Regions from separate parts of the Hordeum vulgare genome. Here region 2 is linked to region 1. The links are chromatin contacts, called in public Hi-C maps. All regions are on one chromosome and are shown on one strand. Each heading gives the region's core, a stretch centred on a gene start, on an enhancer-like site or on the middle of the called end of the contact. The rest is flanking DNA. Distances are from core to core; before and after follow the strand shown.

What was found. Hi-C and Micro-C count contacts between places; a contact is called where the count stands out from the background.
Region 2: a contact with region 1 is called in a Hi-C map of leaf, with 2.7 times the contacts expected there. The contact joins the promoter of LOC123443251 here to the promoter of LOC123443242 in region 1. A contact is called at or near these places in 2 of 6 Hi-C or Micro-C datasets (leaf and seedling) and 1 of 1 datasets of contacts at active chromatin or transcription factors (embryo).

Annotation. Positions count from the first base shown.
Region 1 is chr1H:437,557,933-437,563,258 of MorexV3_pseudomolecules_assembly, reverse strand. It overlaps LOC123443242 (sulfite reductase [ferredoxin], chloroplastic), which reads right to left and starts at 2,434. Exons shown (of 8, transcript XM_045119562.1): 1 at 2,172-2,434; 2 at 888-1,670; 3 at 507-803; 4 at 1-183. The coding sequence starts at 2,333.
Region 2 is chr1H:437,718,158-437,723,530 of MorexV3_pseudomolecules_assembly, reverse strand. LOC123443251 (secretory carrier-associated membrane protein 3) reads right to left here and starts at 3,596. Exons shown (of 12, transcript XM_045119573.1): 1 at 3,423-3,596; 2 at 1,936-2,034; 3 at 1,297-1,359. The coding sequence starts at 3,470.

The sequences.
Region 1 (5,326 bases), core at 1,185-3,684:
AGCAAGAGCTGCAGTTATTGGTTCTCTCCATGCCTGATCAACCCCACATAAGATAAGGTTTTGGTTTGGAGTAATGCTAACATCCAAGTTATACTTCTCAATTATCTCTCGCAGAGTTTCCTTTGCTTGCCCCCCAAGACGACCATTATCAACATGCACTCCATAGAATAATTTACCATCACCCTGCAATAAACAATATAGAGAAAAACAAATGAAAACCTAAATTTCATAAAATAACCAATTGATATATGAATGTTGTGAACGAACAAACATATGAGAGATATGCCAGGATTTATCAAATGCTCTTATGCAGACTACAGCAAGAGAACAAATAAATATGCAAGCCAAGTCAAAATTTGAAGCATCGAGGAAGTAAACTAAATTAAAAATGACAAACGGAAATTTTGTATGAAAATATCAGCAATCCTCCCTAAACAAGGTAAATAATTTCTTCCAAAATTTCTTTGCCACATCTTGACCAAGATAATTATGATGGGGAATTATACCTGCTCCTGCCACCCAAGGTAGCTGTTGAACTGCCATTCCGGTAATGGACGGAAATCTTCAAACTTCTTCCCATAATATTTTTCAGCTTCAGCCCGGAACTTGTCGATTCCCCAGCTGTCAAGCAGATACTTCAGTCTGCTATACCTGCGGTCATCTCTTCTTCCATTTTCCCTCTGTGTAACAACTATTGCCTTTATAGCATATAATATATCCTCCTTAGGAACATAACCAAGTGGATCAGCCAGCCGAGGGAATGTGGTTTCTATTCTGTGTGTCCTTCCCATGCCACCTCCAACCTGAAAAATTGGGATAGATAAAAAAAAAAGGTAAGCATTGCTAAATGCAGTACAAGATGGAGCAGAATTTTCTTTGGCACTTACATAGAGGTTAAAGCCAACAGGCTCCCCTGCACTATCTGAAACTACAACAACACCGATGTCATTCGTCAGAATATCAACAGAGTTATCACCAGCAACTGTGACCGCAATCTTGAACTTCCTGGGCAGATACTGGGTCCCGTAGATTGGCTCAGGAGAATCAGGGAAGTTTGTTCCATGTGAGTTATCATTCCGGGCTTTGGTGACCTCAGGTGGTTCTTCCGCTGACATTATCTTCTCTCCATCCACCCACAGGTCATAATAAGCCCCTGACTGTGGAGCGAGAAGTGCTGCAATATTCTCTGCTGTTTCTTGAGCAAAAAGAATATCTTTTCTCACGTATGGTGCGGCAGGTGCAAGCACATTCCTATTGAGATCTCCACAAGCACCTAAGGTTGATCCCATATTCTTAATCACAGTGCTGATGACATGCTTCAAGTTCTTCTTAAGAACGCCGTGCAGCTGAAATGTTTGCCTGGTTGTCAGACGGAGCGTTCCAATCCCAAACTCATCAGCCAGTGTATCCATAGCCAAGTAAAGCTGGTTCGGAACTTTTCCGGAAGGATTCTTTGTCCGGAGCATAAACGAGTAATTCTTCTGGCCACGGACTTCCCGGTCGCTCTGCTGATAGCTTCCATGGAACTTAATCAGCTGGACAGCAGTTTCGTTGACGTTGGGAGCCTCTGAGACCAGCTCCTCATTCAAAGGGTAGCGAAGAAAATTGCTCTTCTCCTTGATTATTTCGACCTTGCTTCGCTTAACTTGCGACGCATCCTTCTTCAGGGGCTGCAGGAACGGCAAAAGGTTTCAGAATTCAGAGCATCGGATAGCAGCAGTCGTGCATCATTGCATAGTGTTTTTTCCTATTCAGCGACTACCAGTATAATACTCTAAAAGCGATTTATCAATGAACATTTCAGGAGTAAGCAGCTAAGTAAGATAAGTGTGATCGTGTACTACTGTATTTAAAATGGATTCAGTTCCTATCAATGACAGAGGCAGTCAGTGAGTGTTGCCCTGGGCGATGGGGATTCCGAAATCAACGCTTGACTGATCTGGTTTCACACCAGTGGCTAGCCCTCACCGAAACATAGTACAGTACAAAGATGAATTAGTATAACGAAACCTAATCCCATCAATTTCATGAAACCGGGGTCGGTTAAACTGCCCTCAAAACCTGATGAATTCCATTCCCGACGGGCGAGGCCCGAAAAAACCTCCCCCGCGAAAACGAAGAAAACCCTAAACTCGAACGCGCCCGCCGCCCCGCCACACCAGAAAACTCACCGTGGAAACGGCGCGAATGCTGGCCGCCGAGGGCCCGCCGCCGCCAGCCGGTGTGGCCCCGGGCGGCGCCACCCTGACGGGGCGCCCGAGCATCCGGGACCTCGGGAGCTGCGCGGCGCCCCCGAAACCATGGAACTCGGCGCCGCCCACCGCCGCCGACATCGCCGCGGCAGGAACCGGCCGGAACGCAGGGATGGAGGGGGGGATGCGCGGCGAGAGGAGTGCGAGTGATGGATTTTTGCTGCTGCGGGCGCTTGGCTGGGTCGAGGGGCCGTGACGACGGGCCGCGGGGGCTTTATGGGGGGGGGGGGGGGGGGGGGGGCGGGCACGGCCGCCCTGGCCCACCCGGGATGAGCGCTCCCGTGCGCTCGGCGTACCGTAGACCACTAGACCAGACGGGCCAGGACAAAGTGCGCGCGCCTTGGCAGGTGGGTGCGGGTGCATGCGCGGGGCTCAGGCGGAACGAGGAGGTGGGCAGAGGGGATCGGCTGCGGCGAGCATCAGGCCTGACGACCGTGGCGGCCACGCGTCGAGCGGCAAGGGATGACAAGTGGGCTCCGTGGGTGCGGGGCCCGCCTGTCGGTGACAGGTGGGACGCCGAGCCGACGGGCTTGTTTGTTTATTGGGAGGGAGGCGAGCGCATGGGAGGCGGCCGAGATGCGTAGGTGCGACGGGTGGGGCGCTGGATTGACCCCGGTTCGTGTGGGTACGTTGAACCTGGACGTCTTTTTCGGTGGGAAAAAGCACGATTCCCCGCCCACCACTGCGGTGGAGGGCTCGTAGCAGCCGCACCGCACGATGTGAGGTCAGAGATGAGATCAGGGACCATCTTGTCTCTGCGGGGCAGAATCTTGCGGCCTGTGGCCCCGTGTGGCTGCCTGCCTCTGTTTCTAGCGCCGGCGACAGTGAGCGCCTCCTGGTCTCGGAAAAGGCCGCTCATGTTCATGTAGCCCTGCCCGTTTCTTGCCGCCAGCCGGTTCGCGAAACACTCCGCATCAACACTTAAGTTTTCGAACAGGAAATTAACAGTTACTCCCTCCATTCCATAATACAGTATAAAAACATTTCTAACAGTAGTGCATAGGATGTTCATTTAGTGCTAAAAGTGCAAAATACCCCCCTCCGTTCCAAAAAATTTGTCTTAGATTTGTTTAGATATGAATGTATATCTAGTCAAGTTTTAGTATTTAGATACATTCATTTCTAAACAAAGTTAAGACAAGAAATTTAGAACGGAGGGAGTACGTCATTACAGTCTCACCGCTTGTCTATATGTGCATATACGATCACTTTTTCGTATCCAGCCATATTTCGAACTCACGTGGCTTGTTAGTATGAATGTGGCCCATATATCAGTGATCGTAAATAGTGAGCGACGGGTAAGCAAAACATTATCTTTTTTCTTTTGGAAAACACTCTTAACTTTTATTTACTTACGCACCTGTCAGCATATGGTGCTCGCAAAAAACTAGAATAGAAAATAGCGTCAAGGGGATTCGATCGACGTCCTCCATTCCATGAACTAACTAAACTATCCACTCGACCAGAAATAATTAGATACTCCCTCCGTCCGCAATTACTTGTCGCGGAAATGAATAAAAATGGATGTACTTAAAACTAAAATACATCTAGATGCATCCATTTCTCCGACAAGAAATTCGGGACGGAGGGAGTACAAGACAAAAAACACCATTTTTCTTTAATACAATGTACAATCAGCCCAACAAACTAATAAACAAGAACTAAAAACTTGTCATGTTATTCCTTGCAGGAATAAACTGATGTAAGGAAACAACTTATATTGTGTTGTTTGTGACACTAAAAAAATAATGTCTTACAAAAAATACACAAAGTTTTTAAAAATGCTTAAAAATTGTAAAAAATATTTTTTGTAATTGGAATAACATAGGTTGCATTTTATAGATGTCCATGTATACAAAACAATATTCATGCTCGGAGTAAAAATGGTCGTTTGTATGTTGTTATTTTTTCGGGCGGTTTGTATGCTTTCATTTATCTTGTTCTATTTAAGAAAACTACACGGGGAATAGATATTCTCCATGACATGTGCATATTATCATGGAGAAAGTGGGATCATCCTGATTGAGCGGTCTATTATTTAAAAAATATTTAAATTTTAAATTTCTTTCGGACAAATAACTTAAACTATATTTTCTTTTACCGATTTTTCAATTTAAAATTATTTGTATTCAAACAGTTTTTTTGTTGATTTGTCTAAAAGAAATTTACGTACATCCAGTCTACACTGTATCATCTTTTATCTAGATTTTTAAAATTGAAACTATTCAAGTTTAAAGCAGATATTTGATTTGTCCGAAAAGTTTACATGCATGCACTCAAAAAAATGTTATTTTATCAAAAAAGTTATGTACATTCATTCTGATATTTTTTTTTATCTAGATTTTCAAATTTAAAATTATTGGAATTCAAACAAAACATTCGGTGATTTGTTTCAAGGAATTGGTGTTCATTCATTCTGCATTAAATATTTTAAACTAAAATCTTTATAATTTTAGAAAAACATTAATCCGAAAAAAAACGAACATTCATTCTGCACTATATTTCCTTTTATCTATATTTTAAAATTTTAAATTGTACAAATTCAAACGTTATTTTGTTATGTTGTCGAAAATAATTTACACGTATTCATTGTGCACTAGATTTTTTAAGTTGAAATTGTTCGAACTAAAAAATGATTTGTCATAAAAAAAATGTGTACATTCATTCTGCACTATATTTCCTTTTATCTAGATTTCAAATTTCAAATTATTTGAAATCAAATAAAATTTTAGTTGCTTTGTCCGAAAAATTTACCTGGAATATATGTTGTTTGCATACATAGTAAAAAAGAAAGAAAAATAGAGAAGATAAATTATGTATATCTCTTCAATTCATGTCAGGAGGTCATAGGTTCAAACTGGTGTTTCCCTCTTTTGCACACTCTTCTTCCCTTATGATTTTTTTCTTTAATTCGTATTAACATATATTATATAAATCTAATTGCCATATGTCCATTGGTAAGATTGGTTATCTATGCCCTCTTAATCATATGAGGTCTGGGTTCGAATCTAGTTCTAGAGTTTTCTTAATTTTATGACATGTACACAACTAAATAAAAGCCATGGGTCTTTTCT
Region 2 (5,373 bases), core at 2,347-4,846, 160 kb before region 1:
ACTACAAACAGATAATCTTTCTTTGATTTAAAATACTCTGACATCTCACTGTCAAAATTCAACATATTAAATAACAAGCTCAAGAAACATGATTCTCACAGATAAACCGTTTTCACCGTTTTGACTGGGGAAACAAAATTGTATAGATCATTCATCACTCGGATATACAATGCCATAACCAACCAAATTTAGCAATAAGTTGAGATGTAGATTCCCCTATCTGGATAACAAGACCAAGGGGCAAAAACAGGTTAAAGCGTAATGGTTCTTGCACCTGTTCTTGGGAGAAATAGTAAATCAGAAAGAAGAAGAAAAAAGTCAAATGATTGTTGCACTGCATATATGTTTGTAAATTTTCATCAATTTAAGATAAAATTGTGTTCTGAGTTAGAGCAACGCATTGTTTTCCTCACACAGCACAAATTTATCTTACATTGATGAAAATTGAAAATTCAGAAATTTTTGGAGTGCACAGAATATTGTTCCCGTTAAAATTCACATGCCTGTTTGTACACCCTTTATTTTCCAGCAAAGCTGTTATATGCCCAACCCTGCAAGATGATGCATGTTTCTGCCCCTATTACTCGGCCTCAAATTGCATCACTAGCAAGTAGATAGTTCATCGTTCCGGTAGCCATTTAACCTCCTAGGCTCCTACTGCTTAGGTCAATGCACAATACCTATTCAATAATCCCAATACCCTAATGACAATTACAGTCAACTGCTTTATTAGTATTGGTAGGTTGAGGACACGCAGCTTCTGTAGACTCATACCAGCACACCATACAAATTGACCATATTGTCATTGCCAGATTAGAAGATAATTAATATACAGCATCTATAAATTATCGGGATTTTAGGGCTACGATAGCTACCATATGCAGCAGTAATGATCTGAAAATCCGAAATCAACATAAATAAGGTTTCATTGGTTCACTGGTTGTATTTATAAAGCGTCCCGCTTCAGACGCTTTAAGCGTCGCTTAAGCGACAAGGTGCCCTGGCAGCGCCTTAGATATTTGCCCGCTTTAGGCGCTTAGGCGTCGCTTAAGCATTAGAGCGGGTGGTGCCCGCTTTAGGTCGCTTTACCGCTTGATAAACAATGGTTGTAACACTAAATAAAGCAATGCCACGGTTAGCATATCTAAATCATAAAACACGGAAATGCTGTAGATTTTAGATTTACATATGATGTGCCACCACTTATGGAAAGCTGGTAATTAGCATATCAATATTTCTGTAACTGACTAAGAGCAGCAGAACTGTCCAGTTACTCAGCAATTGTAACATGCATACCTTTTCTCTTTTGTTTAGCTCGGCTTCCATCGCCTGGAGTTCTTTTTCCTTTTTCTTCACATCCTAATGGCGATAGCATGCATGATATAAGGAATCATATATAAACAAACTACTCAAGGGATAACCACACAAGCATTCTTTTAGGAACTTAATCAAAACTAACTTTACACATGAACAGTGTAAATAAAGGAATAGCTGCCACGTTTCGTATACAGTATCACCCATTCAGTCAATTTTATAAGGCAAACTTTGACCTGGCACATGGATGATGGATCTTTTAAGATTGAGAAAGTGACCAGACAGAATGACTAAAGTACCCTTCCATAAACTGTTTTGGAAAGATGTGAGAGAATAATTTATATGGTTGGTCATGCATATGTTCTTAAAGTTAAAAGATAATGAAACAAATAACGACAAAAATATAACAAACTTATTTATGCTAGAATGTCTTATAATTTTCACCAAAACTAGGAAACAGACCATCAGACTTATAAAAATTCTCAGAAGTACTTGATGATGCATAAGGAATTGATAACTGGCAATGGCGAAGAGAGCATCTATGCAATTGCAGTAAGAAGCTAGCTGACACAATTTTTTCGAGTGAAGAAAAACTTCTCAAAACTATACGTTAATACGTACCTTTGTTGAATCCATAGGAATGTCCACATTATAGAAACCCGCTGGCTCGTGGGAGAGAGGTGAGAGTCGAGAATTGGAGGCAGGGGGAACACTCCCTCCCTGTAGAATATGAAGCATTTGGAAGATATTAGGAACGGAGAGCTCCAAAAATAGAAGCCTCTGAGCAACTTATAAATAGCATGATCTTCCTTTTGCCAACAACTAAACTGCTGCCGAACATCAATATTCTATGTAATGTATATGTATGGACTGTCAACATATCATAGCATACAATGAAAATCAGAGGAAAGAATCTAACAATACAAAAACATCCCAAAAAATGACGGGTGATGGGTGCAAGAATTGATGCATGCATGCGCAGTTACTTGATTATTAGAACTTGACACAGGTTCCGGACTAAGATACCCAGTAATCAGTAGATATGCACGACATAAATCTAAAATATTTTGGCATGTTGTTGAGGATGGCCTGCCAATGCATATACTTTCACGGGCATGTGCATGGGCACATTAAGAATGTGATCACGGTGGGGGGTGTTTAAGTAGATTACAATGAAATGTTGCTCCCTTATCTACATCAGTTCAATGACATCGACAACAAATAAACCTATCTGGTGGTACAGAAGAACTTGCGACATGTGGTTCAACCTTGGCTCCCACCTAGAGCCTAGAATGTAGAAACCTCGAACCCAAGATTTTTATCCATGAGCTATCCATACATTTTTTTTGTTTCACGAACATACCTATCCATACATTGCACATCACGTTAACATTTTTTGTTCCGAGATATGTAGCTTGTGGCACATTGGTAAATTTCTAGAAACCGATTGAATTACTGAGCACAAAAACAGCGGGTCTGAAAGTAGTGACGTCTTAAAATGAACCCAAGGGGGGCACAGAAAGTGGCTCATCCTCTAGCTGACAAACAGTACCAGCATTCCACCATATATAATGTCGAAGTCCCTAATGTTTAACATAGCATATGGTAGCAACCGAGCTCCAACAACCTCACACTAGCATTCAGTAGCTAATTAACAAGTAAACCAAGTGATATAAGAGGGTATCACAAATATCAAAGGCACCACATTGCTTTAATCTGCAACGGCGCCAAATCCCAACCAAGCTACATTTTAGTTCATGCTGGTTTCCAATCACCTACCACAAGCTACCAATACATCCACCGCGCGGCCCTAGTTCATCACACGAGCACAGATCCAGAACTAACCGACCGCTTCGAGAGCAATCAGCCGACACAGCCTACAAAGCGTAATCGCCGACTCGAAGCGCGCGAATCCGCATCTCCCCATCGCGTCCCCGTCCCACGCTCGGGGCCTCGGATCCAGGCAATGCCGACCCCGAATACGAGCACGGCCGACGCGGACCGGGCCAAGGGGAAAGAGAAAAAGGGTAGCCCGAGATCTACGCAAACGGGGGGGAAGCATCTGGAAAGCTCGCGCCGACGGGCAGGGCGAGGAACCGAGCACTCACGGCGAAGGGGTTGACGTCGTCGTCCTCGAAGCCGTTGCGGCCCGCCATGGGTCCGGCCTCCTTCTCCGACGGCGGCGGCAGGCGACGTGGTGGCAGCCAACTGCGTGCGGCGTGCTTCGCCTCCTCCCTCTCTACTCGCGTTGCTTTCTAGTAGTACGGGGTAAAAAGAGGGAGACGCGGTGGCTGCGCGCGAGGTAGTCCCTGGCAGGTGGGGCCCAGGAATGCGAGACGCCAACCTGGGCGTATGGTGCGGGTCTGTGTTGGTTGTTTGCGGTGCGGTGTGGTGTCCCTTTCGGCCCGCGAGCAAGCTGAGATCGAGGGTCACCCTTCGGCCTTTGCCTATCCTCTTGGGGTTTTTTTGCCGTGCATTCGGATCCCTGCGTTTCGAGTACAAACCGAGTAAGCTTTTAAACAAATGCAAACCGAGTAGATATTCTTCTTTTCTTCGACTAAAGGAGCTCAAAGCTCCCGATTTCATTGCCTAAAATTGATAAACAAACATTAGTATATTTTGTACAGCATTTTTCCCGCGCATACGCGAACATAACCATTATTCAATCACTGCTAACAAAAACCAAGGACATGAACTACCAACAGCACAGGATAACAAGACAATGGCCTTACAACATCAAGAGACATAGGGCATGTTTTGTTGGTGGCCTCGGCTTCATGTCTGGTACTTTTCGCTCATCTAAACAACATGTGTTTTGTTGGTTGCCTGGCCGGTTGAAATATTTAAATAATTTACTAGCATCATTGAAAAGTATTGAACGTATACCTAGCCATTCTTTGAGATGGGTCGGGCTTCGGGTCAAGCCTAAGCAAGCCCGACAAAAAAAAGCCAGGCCCGTATGTCGGACCTAGAAATCAGGCCCAGGCCCAACCCATCAGCATAAAAGCCCATCGGGCCTCTTCGTTGAATCATGAATATGGCGAAACCGGATCGGCCTTCGGGCTTAAAAATCTAGGCCAAGGCCCTGCCCATTGGCACCATCGGGTCGGGTCAGGTTTTTTTAGACCGTGTATCCATGGCCACGTATAATTGAACATCCATAAGCTCAACGATGCTAGAAAACAGTGCCCGGGCAGCTACCCAGGCGTCTTTTTTTTCAGCGTTTGGTACAGGCTAAGCAAACTGGGTGAATTAGATTTCAAGCTAAGCAAAATTTTAGGTAACCACGCAAGACTACCAATAGCTTTTCTAGGATAGCAAGCAAACACTCTCCAAACACATTTCACGGAGGCACCAGGTTAGGCACGATTTAGTATGGACACTATTCAAACACACCCATAAACCATCAACCACGCCAGATTCACTTCCGCATAGTGAGAAGTTGATAGATATTCGGTTCTCAAACTTGACGATTAGGTGTCTCATAACAACTGTATATACTTTCACAAGGTGATGTTCTCGTCGATTGCAAGGCTTCTATGGTAACTTCGCCAATCTTAAAACCCGTCAATTTTGTCTCCCGTTTATGTTTATAGGGGTAGTGTGTGTGCACGCGTGCGCTCATGGAGATGAATGTATGTACGTGTTTGTGAGCATGTGCGTCTATAATATTTTTCTCAACAAATAAATGGGATACAAGCCTTGTAAAAAGGTGAGGTAGGATCGAACCTAGAAGTCTAGACCAAGCCCAACGTCCCACTTTTTTATGTGACTCTGAAATTGTTGCAACCTGTGGGCGTGTTCTTGACCGTTGATCAGATGTCGATTAACACCTTCCTAGTGTTGTGTTGTTCGCACTTGTGAAGGCATCGGAATTGTGTGGTGTTCCTTGGTTTGCGACAATCACTCCCGCTTCTCCACGAGTGTTGCTGCGAGAAAGCTACTCTTTGACGTTGGTTGTTGCCCATGCTCGCGCTCACCAAAACATGAGCACGTAAAAAAAATGGCGGCTGACATCCCGACCCACCAATCGCCAACGATTTGGTGTCGAATCATGTG